4 separate regions of the Sus scrofa genome follow, and regions 1, 3 and 4 are each linked to region 2. A link is a contact called in public HiChIP or PLAC-seq data. All regions are on one chromosome and are shown on one strand. The core of a region is the stretch at or near the end of the contact, and the rest is flanking DNA. Distances in the headings are between cores, read along the strand shown.

Region 1 (3,277 bases), core at 533-3,032, 340 kb before region 2:
GATCTGAGCCGCATCTGCGACCTATACCACAGCTCATGGCAATGCCAGACCTCAACACACTGAACAAGGCCAGGGAACGAATCTGCAAACTCATGGGTCCTAGTCAGATTCGTTAACCACTGAGCCACAACAGGAACTCCCAGGACATGGATTCTGACTAAGATCTGTCTGCTCTCTGAAGCCAGTCATTTCCTACTACATTAGATCAGAATAGACCAAGTGGAGTGAACACTGAAGTGAGAGCATCTAAATCTATTTTAGGAGTGTATGGCTGTTGCGTCTGGGAAGACTTCACAGAGAAGATCTCTGATTTGGGAAGGGTAGTCCAAGTGTCAAGAGCACTAGTAAACAGACACAAATCTGGGACCTATCCAGAGAACAGAAAGTTGGGTGAGGTATGCGGGAGAAGAGGCAGGAGATAAGGCTAGAGTCAGATTGCACTTAGAGGGTCTTGGAGACCAGGCAAAGAGAGGTGATCTCAAAATCAAAGGTTGGGGCTTCTCTATATGAGAGATGTATTAAAGGATCTCCCAAGGTGATCAGGTGTCTAAGAAACCACTAGTAAATGTGGAATGACAACTGGAATGTGTTATCCTATGAAAGATGTGTTATGGACTTGAGTGTAAAATCATTTAAATCTTTAAAATAAAACTGGAATTTCGAAGACGTTTCCCAGGTTCAGCAAGCTACTCTCTAACAAGGACGTGGTTGGAAGTGGTCCATTCTCTGACGCCCTTAAGGATAGGTTAATAGTGGAGCCATTTGGAAGCAATGCTAGAGGTGCTGGGAAACCAAGGACTTGAGCTCCCCTCAGGGACATAGGCGAGGGCTGGCTGGGACTCAAAGAGAAATAGGAACTGACTGTCTTTGGAGAGCGTTCAGTCTAGGCTTTATGGAACTGATGATTCTAAGAAGAAAAAGCAAAAACCAGCTGAAATTCCTCTTTTCTTTCCCATATCCTTGACTTTTCCTTTTGTACTTCATTCTTTTATTCAAAAAATATTCATTGCACAGCAAATTTCGTATTTCCTGTGTGACCTTTGGACAATTTACTCTCTGTACCTCAGTTTCTTTCCTCATCAGCAGAATGGGGGGAATAACTCCTACCCACAATGAGTGCCTTCATGAGAATTAAATGAGGAAGCTCTTCAAATAGAATCTGAAACAAAGTTTAGCCCTGTTTAAGCATTAGCTATTATAACAGTATTATTACTGCTACTGTGATCCGGCTATCATCTTCCACAGCCATTCATTCCTTGGGTCACTCATGTTGGAGGCAGAAGGTGGGAATGGGAGGAAAAGAGAGATGAATCAGACTTTTCACTGCACTTGCAGCGACTTAAGAATATTGGTTTGTCCAGCTACAGCTGGCCCATAATGGGTGCTCAAAATACTTGCTGAATGGATAAACAAAAGCTTTCCTTCTAAACTGCAAGCCCTTTAATGGCAGGACCCATACTTCCTCGCTGTTGTATTACTAGCACCAAGCACTTGGTGAGGCATATGGTAGGCGCCTAGGCAACACCGAATTAACGAAAGAGCGGACAGATGGAGAGATAAATGACCAGAAGCGGAGAAGCATTAAAGCCACAAGACTGGCACAGTAAAGTGCTACAGAAAGACTGCTACCAGACCTGAGGAAAAGGTGAGACAGCCAAAGCCTAACAGCCAGAGAGCAGAGGAAAAGCTCAAGCTCCCGGCGCGCCGGGCTTTCAGGCCGCCGGAGGGAGCGGCGGACCTCGGCGGCAAGCCCCGCCCAAGCCCCGCCCCTCCGCCGCTCACGTGACCTGGGCGGGCGTACGGCGCGCGCCGGGGCAGAGCGGCGGGGTGATTTTGACTGACCGAGCGAGAGCCATGGCGGGCCTCGTGGACTTCCAGGACGAGGAGCAGGTGAAGTCCTTTCTGGAGAACATGGAGGTGGAGTGCAATTACCAGTGCTATCAGGAGAAGGACCCGGACGGTGAGCCCCGCCAGCACGGCCTAGGTTCACGTGGGGGCTCCGGACGCAGGGGCGGGAGTTGGACGGGTCACGTGAGGGATCTCTGAGGGGATCTGGAAGGGGTCACCGGCCGGGGACACGGGGTGTGTGGGACACAGACGGCCTTGTGGAGGGGCGGGGAGGGGTCGGTTGGCTTCCGCAAGGACTTGCTGGGCTCGCCGCGGGAGAATGCTCTGCCTGGAGGCCGGGCGGGAAGGAAAAGAAGCGTTTGGGCACGTGGAGGAGAGACCCTGGGGCTACGTCAGTGATCGGATAAAAAGCCGCGTCCTCAGGGAGCTTACATTCTAGTGGGGGTACTGGACAGTAAACACAGAGAAACACATGTGTAGCATATTAGAAATTAATAAGTGCAGTGGGAAAAGGAACTGGCTGAGAGGTACCAGAATTCAGGAAGGCAGTTTTAAATCGAGTGATTAGGGAGAATCATGAGAGTGACATTTGAACAAAGTGTAGAAGGTAAAGGAGATCCATGCCAGGCAGAGCTAGGCCCAATGAAAAGGCGCAGCGAGGTGAGTGTGCTCAGTGTGTTCTGGGAACATGAGTTGACTTCCCTGTGTGGGCGATGTGCAGGAGAGGTTGCCCAGAGCAGCCAGTACCTTTGGAGTGGTTTTCTTCTTCCTACTTTTTTTTGGGGGGAGGGGGGTGGCTCTTCTGTGGCACACCGAAGTTCCAGGGCCATGGGTTGTAACCAGAGCCACAGCGTGGCAGTGCTGGATCCTTAATCCACTGTGCCACCAGGGAACTCCTGCCTACTTTATTTTTATAAAAGAAAAAAAAAAAAAAAAAAGGCACTGGGCCTGTCTTCTAGTAGCTTGCAGTCTAGCTGCACGCTGTGGCATGAACCTGTAGTCCCAGGAGTTACTTGGGAGGCTGAGGCTGGAGGATCCCTTGAGCCCAGGAGTTCTGGGCTACAATGTGCCATGTGGATCAGATGTCCACACTAAGTTTGGGATCAATATGGTGACTTCCCAGGAATGGGAGACCACTGGGTTGCCTAAGGAGGAATGAACTGGCCCAGGTGGGACACAGAGCAGATCAAGACTCCCATGCTGATCAACAGCTTGGAGTCTAGCTTGAAGCTGACCAACTACACAGAGTTGCTCTGCAGTGTGATGGCTTAAATCTTAAGAAGCCAGGGTTGTTCAGTAAGGCTAGTTCATGTCCTAAGTGTAGAGAGAAGGAGAATTCACAGGAGTGGAGTCACTGAGGAGCAGAATGGTTGGGAAGACATCTGGAAAATGTTGGGAGGAATAGGCAAGTAGTGTTGATTTAACAGAG
Region 2 (3,218 bases), core at 566-3,065:
GTGTAGGTTGCAGAGGCAGCTCACATCTTGTGTTGCTGTGGCTATGGTGTAGCTCCAAGTCAACCCCTATCCTGGGAACTTCCATGTGTGGATGTAGCCCTAGAAAGGAAAAAAAAAGGAACTGTTCGAAATAACATCAGTAATAAATAATCCCTAGCAAGAAACAGCTAGAACATGGAATTTTTTAAAAGGCACCATTTATCATAAAAACAAAACTTGAAATAAAAAAATACTTAGATGGCACAGAAAAAATAAACTACCTAGGAATAAATCTAATAAAGAGATGTGATTAACTCTAAGTGTAAATCAGTTCCAATTAAAATCTTGGCAGAATTTATGGTATAACTTTTCAAGTCAATTGTAATAAACAAACAATGGAACAAACTGACATCTAAAACTTCACGTCAGTACTGAGAAAAACATTACCTGTATCAGAGTCCTGCCAGAAATATTTGCCCTGAATCTACTGATGAGAAAAATTAGCAGATAATCAGGATTGAGGGGAAAATGTCTGCAAAGCAGTGGTTTCTTTTAAAAAATATTCATAACACAAATATGTGTTAAGGATCTGGCATTGCCCTGAGCTGTGGTGTAGGTTGCAGACGCAGCTCGGATCCCGAGTTGCTGTGGCTATGGTGAAGCCCAGCAGCTGCAGCTCCAACTTGACTCCTAGCCTGGGAACTTCCATATGCTGCACGTGTGGCCATAAAAAGGGAGGGAGGGAGGAAGAAATAGCAGAAATAGAAATGATCAGGCATAATAAACACCAAATTCAGCAAAGTGGATCTCTCTTTGGGCAAGTGTTGCAACATGAGAGGTGGACAGGTGGCTTCAGTTTTATCCTACTGGCTTTTCTTAAACTTGTGGTAAGTGCCCATGTATTGTTAATTCACTCAAGAAATAGGCTATTTCTTGAGTGCCTGCTGGGTACCATGCATCACTTTAGACAGGAGATAACTTAGAAAACAAACAAAAACTTATGCCTTTATGGATCTTGCATTCCAGCAAATGTAAAATATCGTATATTTGTGTATATCTTAAATATTTCATTAAAATATTTTAATTTTTAATGAGTGAAACTTAAATTTTAAGATAGTAAAGAGGGTTCTCTTCAGGAAATCCCAAAGCAATAAGGAGATGGAAAAGCTCTTTGTCCAAGGAAACTGGGAGACCTTCAAAACTAACTACAAAACATAACTTTCAAAAGTTTAAAAACAGGCAGTAGGAAGCGATTTGGACGGAAATTTCTCTTAATGTCTCCCCGCTTCCACCTCCCCCACCCCCACAAGCGGAGTGAGAACCTGGTGTTAAATTATCTGAAGTGACTTCATGAAGGAGTGCAAAGAGCTGTTAGATCTTAAGTAGTCAATCCGCCTTCTGATTGGAAAAGGTACATTTAGGTGCTGAATGATTAAGTAGAACGTGGTGAGCCCCATCTCCCTTTCCCTAGATACTCACACAGTACACTGAAAAAGGAAATGCAAGAAGCCCCTCCTCCAGGGCGGAGCCTTCACATCCTCACCTCCAGAGGGGCGGTAGGAGGACTTGAGGCTATTTTAGGTGAGCGTGCGCCCAAGCAGCCCTGGAGAGCAAGTGAAGGAGCAAGCTTGGCGAGGAAGCTGTAAACGGAAAAGGACGGGGGTGTGCGCACCTGCTGCACCTCCTCAAGTAGCTGGACAACCCCGAACTGCCCAAACACCCTCCCAGCGAGCCTCGCTACCTGCCCGAAGGCGCCTGCGCGCTCAGAACCCCACCCTCGGAGTCACCTGTTGGAGCGCCGCGCCCTCTTCGCCTTGCGCATGCGTGATACGCGCCGCACGGGCCGTGGAGTCACGTGTCAGGGCGCGAGCCGTCTCCCCGGGGGCTCTTCCTGTCACGGCTGCCTCGGCGGCCCTGGGGCCGCGAGAGGCCTGGGCGGTGCCGGGCGGGAGGAGGCCCGGGTTGGTTTCGGATCCGCTGCGAGGTATGCTGCGAACTCGTCCCCCGGCAAGGGGCGCTGAGGGGACCGCGGGGGAGATGAGGCGGCTGGGCAGGGGAGGGCAGGGCAGGGCGGCGCGTCCTCGGCGCGTTGCGTGGGGTCCCCGGCTTCGCCTCCCTGCGCACTGCCTGCCCTCCTCTCTCCGGAGCCCGGGCCTGGGTCCAGGACCGAAGCCCCCGGAGCCGCAGCGTCTGACTGACCCGCGCACTCCGTGTCCCCCGCTCAGTTGACCGCCGCTCATTCACCCAAGTCACCGACCTCTGACGCCTGGTGTCACCCTGAGCGCCCCCTCCCGAGCGCGCACATCTGAGCCTCGGAGCCCTGTTGATTTTACCCCCTAACTCTGGACTCCGTCCGCTTCTCTCCATCCCCAGCGCCCCCGCTCTCCCTCAGCGTCGCTCCTTTCGCCCGGAGCGTTGCGAGATGCTCGGTACTGAGTGGGCTTGCAGCCTGCATTCTCCCCCTGCTTCCTTCCCTTCTGCAGCTAGAGGGAGGTTTCTGAATCGCCGACCTGACCCCGTCACGTCCATTGCGCTCAGAATCGGGCCCAAACTCCTCTAGGCGGAAAGGTGTTTCTGTTGTGCCCCTTGCTCACCGTTTCATCCTCGCGTGTGCCGTTTCTTGTCTCACACTCTCGGCCCCAGTAATCCCAGTTTAATTTCCTTGTGCAGTTCTGCTCATCGCCTCAGAACCATTATCAGGTTGTTCCCTCTGTTTGGAATCCTATTCCCTGTCCTTCCCCCCAACTTCTTCATGACTCAGCATGGGCATCACCTTCTCCAGAAACCTACTGTCTGCTGAATAAGGAGCTGCCCCTGAGCACACCACCCCTGGCTCAGCCCTGTGTAGCTTTTGTCCAGTGATGAGGCCTTTCTGACCAGTAAAAGTTCTTTGAGGGCTGAGATCACATCAGGTTCATTCCTGCTCCCCGGTGCCCAGCCCAGGGTCTGACACCTAGTAGGTCCTTGAATGGTTGTGAAATCTCAGAGAATCAGAATGCCGATTGGGATTTCCGTAGAGCAGAACTGTTCAATAGAACTTTCTGCAGTGATGAAAATGTTCATTATTTGTGCTGGCCAACAGTAGGCCACTAGCTGAGGAACAGGATTAAAAAAAAAATTTTTTTTGTCTTTTTAGGGCCCCACCTGAGGCATATGGAAGTTCCCAGGCTGGGGGCCGAAATGGGGCTACGGCTGCAGGCCTGCACCACAGTCACAGCAACGCCAGATCCAAGCCACAT
Region 3 (3,521 bases), core at 597-3,096, 440 kb after region 2:
CTGTGACCTACACCACAGCTCACGGCAACACCTGATCCTTAACCCACTGAGCGAGGCCAGGGATAGAACCCGCAACCTCATGGTTCCTAGTCGGATTCAATTCCCCTGTGCCACAATGGGGAACTCCATATTGGGATATTTGAACAATATTTTTCAATTAATTTATTTCATCTGCTGCTCTAGTTCAGGTTTCATCATTTTTTTTTTCTTTCTTTTTCGGTTTGTGTATTTAGACCTGCATCCACGGCAAATGAAAGTTCCCAGGCTAGGGGTCGAATCAGAGCTGCAGCCACCAGCCTATTCTACACCACAGCCACAACAATGGCCAATCTGAGAGCGCACCTGTGACCTACACCACAGCTCAAGGCAACGCAAGATACTTAACCCACTGATTCAGGCCAGAGATCGAACCTGAGTCTTCACGGATACCGGTTGGGTTCGTTACTGCTGAGCCACTATAGGAACTCCAGATTTTACCATTTCTTTTCTGATTCCTTGGGCTTCTCCTTCCCAACTCTTTATTTTCCTATCCATCATCATTTCTTGTCTTAGCATTCCCACCTCCGCCCTTTTTGCCTTTTTAGGGCTGCACCCACGGAGGTTTCCAGGCTACAGGTCGAATTGAAACTGTAGCTGCGGGCCTACACCAGAGCCACAGCAACACCAGATCCCAGCCATATCTGAGACCTACACCACAGCTCACAGCAACAGTGGATCCTTAACCCACTGAGCAAGGCCAGGGAGTGAACCTGCGTCCTCATGGATACTAGTCAGATTCCGTTTCCCCTGAGCCATGAAGGGAACTCCCTTAGCATTCACTTTTTAAAAATTATTTTATTCTGTTTCTCCCCATTTGAATGCATGCTCCAAGAAGGCAACAAATTTTGTTTTGTTCATGATTGTCTTCCCTATATCTGGAGCTGGGGAGGCCTAGAAAAATGTAAAGACCTAAAACAATCATCAAGATATCTCTGCTTCAAGTGCTTCTGCATTCACCATGTTTCTTCCTTTTGTGTGCTACAACTGCTTATGCCAAGGTTAGTAAATCACACACCTAGTACCACATCAGTTGCTTTTTATTTTCCAAGTACGTCTGTTTCAATCACATCTTGCCCACCAACGGCCACTGAAGGCAGGAAAAAACCTTGGGGAAACGGACTTAAGGGACAGGAGGTGGCTGCTCAGCGAAAGTTGGCTAACACTAACTGTGGACTCTAGTCTCTGGGGGAAGCTCAAAATGTTTTCGCATAGAAGAGTGAACACATTTACACCGGTCTTTTAAACACTTAGGCGAAGTGCACGACGGTCTAGCAAGCTGTAAGGAGGAGAAGCACGGCGGCTATTTCTCCGGTTCCGCTCAGCTCCACTCCCACGCAGCTTCCATCCGGCTGCAGAAAAACACTTCCGGCGTTCTGCTTTTTACGTGCCGAGTCACGGCCAAAACTCCACCCAGGTCTGAGGGGCATGATACGCAAAATACGACATGAGTGAGGGGAGGGGAAGCCTGGAAATTAATTTTCTCCACTCGCTTAGCGGTTTTCTCATCCGGGGAATATTTCTCTCGGAGCGGTGGAGCACTATTCAGCTGCTACCTCAAGCCACCTCCCCTCTTCCGTCATAAACGCTGCGCAGCCTCCCAGGCGCCGTTCTCCCGTCGTCCTCCGCGTCCCTCTCTCCGCCTCTTTTCTCTCGCCCCGCCCACTCCGTGTCCCGAAGAGCTCTCTGCGTGCTGCGAGATGCCGGCCCGGTCTCTTTGGTTCTTTTTTATTCCTTGTTCCCATTGGTTGATCACATGCACATGACTTCTATCTTGCCTTGTTATTGGCTAAAGTCAGTTGCGTCATCGACGGCGGGAGGGTGGGGGGGATGAGGGAAGTTGGCTTGGGGGAGACCGGATTGGGGGAGGGGTTCAGGCCTGTCCTCCCCGGCGGCTGCGGCAGCACCAGCGCCGGCCGCCACCGCCTCTGGAACGCGGAGGAGGAGGAGCGGCTGGAGAAGTAGGAGGAGGAGGAGGGCCCTAGGGAGCGGGATGCCCATTACTCCGGCTTGGTGGTGAATGTTGAGGAGAGTCACGGTTGCTGCAGTCAGTGCCACCGGGAGGAAGTTGTGGTGTGAGGCCGGGCGGGAGCTCGCGGCGCTGTGGAGAGTAGAAGCGCGGGGTCGGTGCGAAGACTCCGCGGCTGCCAGACCCTTTCCTACTCTGACCATGCCTGGAAGGAACAAGGCGAAGTCTACCTGCAGCTGCCCTGACCTGCAGCCCAATGGACAGGATTTGGGCGAGAGCGGCCGGGTTGCCCGTCTGGGAGCCGACGAATCTGAGGAGGAGGGACGGAGGGTGCCTGTCAGTAATGCCGGAGACCCTGAGATCGTCAAGTCTCCCAGCGACCCCAAGCAATACCGGTGAGGGAGGAGGCTTAGACCAGGGAGGAAAGCAGGGCGAGGGCCTCAGAGTGGCCGCTGTGGTCTCTTCTTGTCTCCGAATCTTCCGAAGGAGCACCAGGGGCACATTCCCAGCCCCAAAGCTTCCTTGGATGGAGGTGTCAAGAGCAGTTAGAGGCTTCCGTGATGTGTGAGCTGGACGAGGGGGAAAACTTGGGTTCCACAAGGAATCTGGATGTCAGAATGGGCAGGGTTGTTGGAATAATTTTGATACTCGCTAAAGCAAGAATGGAGGTTTCTCTGAGGAAAGCAGGCTGGATGGGCGGGGGGTGGGGTGGGGTATTGGTATTATGAGGAAAGGTTCAAGGAGCTGGAGATTTTAATTTTGGAGGGGATATTTAAGGGAAATACTATCATTATCCACAAACATTCCAGGTGCCCGTAGATGAAAGAGGGGTAAAACTAATGGGTGGAAGTTACTGGAGGGTCATGTGGCTTCAGTAAAAGAACTTAGGCATCAGAGTTGGCCTGAAATGAAGTGACTTACTTCCATGGTTTTTTTCTCAATGCTCGAATGGTTGGGTGACATCTTCCAAGAATATATTAGAGAGGGCTTGAGTCTCAGTTGGGTGAATCATAGAAGATTTGTAAGGTTTCCTCTCATCCCGCAATTCTCAACTTTTGGTTTGTATCATAATCCTCTAAACATCTCTAATATCTGGAGGCTCAATCCCCACCTGAGTATATTCTTCGCAGGTAGCCTATTCCATAGAATGTCATGACTATAATTATTTTAAAGAGAGATCATATTGCTTAGCTTCATTTTACAAGTTGAGGAAATTGAGATCCAGAGGGTTTGCTTCTTGCTCAGAATTACATAGCTAAATAATAACAGAGCTGGTATGAACACGGTGTCCATCTGACACTAACTCCAGTGCACCATTTACTGATTTTTTTTATAAAGTTCTTACTCATATTGAGTTGAAAGCTAAAGGATTCTTTCTAGGTTTTAATTTGTTATAAGCCCCTACAGTGTTAGAGCAGGAAAGAACCTTAAAGATAATCTTTTTCATTCCCTACCACCCTCAATAGGCAGATGACTGAAACTAAGGTCTAGAAAGAAGTGATTTAGCCCCAAGTTG
Region 4 (3,353 bases), core at 714-3,213, 280 kb after region 2:
TGTCAAGCTCAGAATCTGGACTAGACCTCAGAGATCACCTGCTTTAACTCCCCATTCCTCAAGCAATCTTTACTTTCTTGTACCCATTATTCCCGTCTTGAACGTGTGGCAAATACTTGCAAGCAGCAGCAGGGTATAAATTAGAAAAAAATAAAACAGCTCACCTCTTTCCCAATTTAATAATTTGGAAAATGAGGGCCCAGAACGGAGAAGTCACTTCCTAAGGCCATATAATTAGTGAATTCTTCCTTGGGGATCCTAGCATCTTTTCGCCCTTTCCTCAAGGATTCAAGAAAGGGTGTAAATAATTAAGTTATAATTAATATTTACTGAGTGCCTAAATTCCAAGCATTATGGTAGGCACTTTCAATGACATCATATTTACAGAGATAAAACAATTTCAATCTTTAATCCTGACTTTTTATTATGAAGGGTTACTCTATAAGAGAGGCACAGGCTTTGGAATCCGAAGGATCAAGGTTTTTCCACTTAGGGCTTCAGAAAGTTCTTTTACTTCTCTGAACTTGTATTCCTTCCTATTAGAAAAAGTGTAACAACACATACTTCACAGCTGTTTTACGGGTTAAACATTAAGTAATCAAGTACCGGGTATGGCTCAAGCAGATACTCAAAAACTGGTAACTATTGTTACCATTGCCCAAGGTACAGACATAGTATAGTGAAAGAACGTGGGAACAGAAATTGAAACCGCAATTCACTAGCTTTGTAACACTGCCTGTCGGTCAATCATCAACTTCCTGACAGCCTACTATGCATCACGCAGTGGGATGGGGCTACAAGGATGGGCAAGGCAATGTCTCGGAGAGGGTGGCACACTTGTAAACAAATACTGCCATTACGAGGTGAAGAGCGCAGCAATGGAATTTGGTTGGGGGCGGGGGCTGCTAACCTCGGTTTCCCTATCTGTCGAGTGGGAGGATCAAATGAGATGACAGCAGATAGGCTGTACAAAGCTCAAAGCTCAAGCCTTATTGCTGTGAATAATGAAGAGTAACAGGGCAGAGGCGGGGGACCACCTGCCACCTGGGCCTGGACCTGGGCTGCAACAACGCGGGCCCGCGAGCCCCGACAGAAAGCGGTGGTGCTGGGGACCTTCCCTCAGGTGCCGACCCCCAGCTGCGCCGCCGCTAACCGACAGGCCAAGACAGCCGCCTCCGCCCCCACTCGGCGCGCCACCGCGGAAGTGGCAGCCCGATCGGTTGGCGGGTGTCGGTAGAAAAGGGCGGGGGGAGACCGTGCGCGGCGGCCTATGGCCGTGGAGTGGCGGGACCGCCGGGGGTCTCACCTGAAGCAGGGAGGGTCCTCCAACACCAGCACGCGGCAAGAGCAAGATGGCTGCCTCAGTCGAGACAGAGAAAGACGAAGGCAGCCGCGGCGGCGGGAGTGGAGCCCACGTGACACACCCGGCCCCGCCTCTCTCTCGCCGGAGCAGCCTATCCTGGAAGCTCATATACAAACTACAAAGCCCAGGCTGCTCTGCGCTTCCCAACAGAAACGCGGCAGGTGCAGACCGCCGCGCTGCTTTCTGGAGCTTGCAGTCTCCTGGGCGTCCCATTGTGTCCGTGCCTGCAGTTTATAGGAAGCCTAATAAAAAGGCAATGGGTATTTTTGTTTGGGTGTATACTTTTGTCGAATGCTTCGCTAGGTATTAAGTACGCACTGTCGGACTCAACTAGAGTGGAGACTCGGAGAGACGGGAAATTTTGAGCCGTTTTTTATGCCTCAAGAGAGGAAAATCGAGAAATAACCCACAAAGTTTAAAAACAACAAAAACAAATACATTTAATCAGAAGAAGCTTCACACTTTAAGTGCCTGCAGTGACTTATGCCCCAGTGCCCCGCAGAGCTAGGTCAGATTTGCAGTAAGAAATCACAAGTTTGGTTTTCTCGGAGCTTGCATCAGTTGGTTGCATCATCCCTGAATGGAAGAATTTAGCTTACAAGGAATAAAAAATAAGGTCCAGTGTTTCTTCTCCAACCGTAAGGGACATTCTTGCAGGCACAAGACTGCACCGCAGAACAGGTTTGCCAGGTCTTCTCGAGACCCGAGCAGGAACTTAAGAATGAAATCCGGTTATCTGTCTTTTTTATTTGCGGAGGGGGATGGGGTACCTGAAACCAATGGGCAACCAGCCCAACAGTTGGGAGAGGCTGACTTCACCGATCAATAATTTGCGTAGTGAGTATTAAGTGCAGCGGTTCTTGGTGGGGGGAGGGGCTAGCCTGAAGGCGGACGCCACCAGCAACGGTTCTCCCGAGTCTCCTCCCCACCCGCCCACTATCTCGGCCCATCTTTTCTCTCTAGGTCCTCGGACGGAATGTCCAGAACCGTGGGGAAGCAACTACCGCTCGAAAGCAACGCCTGCAACCTTCTACGTGATCTGCACCTTTAAACTCAGTCCCAGACCGGACCCCGGAGGCACCACCCACATCCGTCTAACATCACTTCCTTCAGGGTTAGGGGAAAAAAAAAAAAAAAAAATCTGGGAAAGCGAGGGGTTGGGCTGAGCCGCACTTGGGATACCGCGCGGACCATCTGCTAGGACTCGGGCCCGGCGTCTGCTCAGCCCAGGGGCCCCGCGGACTTACCACCATGGAACCGCGGCCTCGTCTCGGGGCCACCTGTTTGCTGGGCTTCAGTTTCCTGCTCCTCGTCTCTTCTGATGGACATGTTGGGCTTGGAAAGGGTCAGACCGCGTTCTTATCTTAATCTTTACTCATTCTGGGCCCCAGCCCAGTACAACCCTCTCCTTGTCCTAACACGATCCCCTTCCCATTCTGTCTCTGGCCACCCTAGATTTCTTTTTATCCTCTCCAACTGCTCCTGGAGTTTGAGGAAGATCTCTTGGGGTAGGGAGTAGCGGTTCTGGGGAATATTGAGTTGGGGAAGTTGTACTTGAGGCCTCCCTAAATGCTTGGGTTGGGGTAAGGAATGACCCGTATATTAGGAAAAGCATGTTTAAGAAACCAGCTTAGTGTCTAGCACTTGGTGGGTCCTCAGACATCCGTCACCGTTCCTCAGGGTGGACTTTCATATTTGGATTCTTTTCGTGGGTCTGAAGATTCCGCTCCTCACCTCTTACCTGAAGAGCTAGATTACTGCCTCCAGACCTGGAGGGAACAGAACCTGCACCCAGGGAGGGTGACTGGGTGCATAAGGAAGGGCCATATAAAGGGTCGAAGGTCTGATGTTAGAGGGTCACCAACAGTTGTCCTCGGTGTGGTTCAGTGTAATTGAAGAAAATGGTTTTTTTGGAAGAATGAGGGACAGTGGTTACCAATGGAGAATAAGAGGTGTTCCCTACTGCATTTATCCCACTACCTACATCTTT

The links. HiChIP or PLAC-seq counts read pairs in DNA pulled down with a chosen protein or histone mark.
Region 1: a contact with region 2 is called in an H3K27ac HiChIP or PLAC-seq map of alveolar macrophages. The contact joins the promoter of SELRC1 here to the promoter of CC2D1B in region 2. A contact is called at or near these places in 1 of 5 promoter capture datasets (fetal liver), 1 of 47 Hi-C or Micro-C datasets (embryonic fibroblasts) and 2 of 2 datasets of contacts at active chromatin or transcription factors (alveolar macrophages and skeletal muscle).
Region 3: an H3K27ac HiChIP or PLAC-seq map of alveolar macrophages shows a contact between it and region 2. The contact joins the promoter of NRDC here to the promoter of CC2D1B in region 2. A contact is called at or near these places in 1 of 5 promoter capture datasets (liver) and 1 of 2 datasets of contacts at active chromatin or transcription factors (alveolar macrophages).
Region 4: an H3K27ac HiChIP or PLAC-seq map of alveolar macrophages shows a contact between it and region 2. The contact joins the promoter of TXNDC12 here to the promoter of CC2D1B in region 2. A contact is called at or near these places in 1 of 5 promoter capture datasets (liver), 1 of 47 Hi-C or Micro-C datasets (heart right ventricle) and 1 of 2 datasets of contacts at active chromatin or transcription factors (alveolar macrophages).

Annotation. Positions count from the first base shown.
Region 1 is chr6:159,510,080-159,513,356 of Sscrofa11.1, forward strand. SELRC1 (Sel1 repeat containing 1) reads left to right here and starts at 1,783. Exons shown (of 4, transcript NM_001243594.1): 1 at 1,783-1,960. The coding sequence starts at 1,855.
Region 2 is chr6:159,852,733-159,855,950 of Sscrofa11.1, forward strand. It overlaps CC2D1B (coiled-coil and C2 domain-containing protein 1B), which reads left to right and starts at 1,816. Exons shown (of 25, transcript XM_021096652.1): 1 at 1,816-1,963. It overlaps LOC110261230 (a long non-coding RNA gene), which reads right to left and starts at 1,851. Exons shown (of 3, transcript XR_002345202.1): 1 at 1,767-1,851.
Region 3 is chr6:160,297,255-160,300,775 of Sscrofa11.1, forward strand. NRDC (nardilysin) reads left to right here and starts at 1,847. Exons shown (of 31, transcript XM_003127978.6): 1 at 1,847-2,400. The coding sequence starts at 2,057.
Region 4 is chr6:160,134,781-160,138,133 of Sscrofa11.1, forward strand. TXNDC12 (thioredoxin domain-containing protein 12) reads left to right here and starts at 1,964. Exons shown (of 8, transcript XM_021096661.1): 1 at 1,964-2,200; 2 at 2,327-2,708. The coding sequence starts at 2,615. BTF3L4 (transcription factor BTF3 homolog 4) reads right to left here and starts at 1,427. Exons shown (of 6, transcript XM_021096654.1): 1 at 1,307-1,427.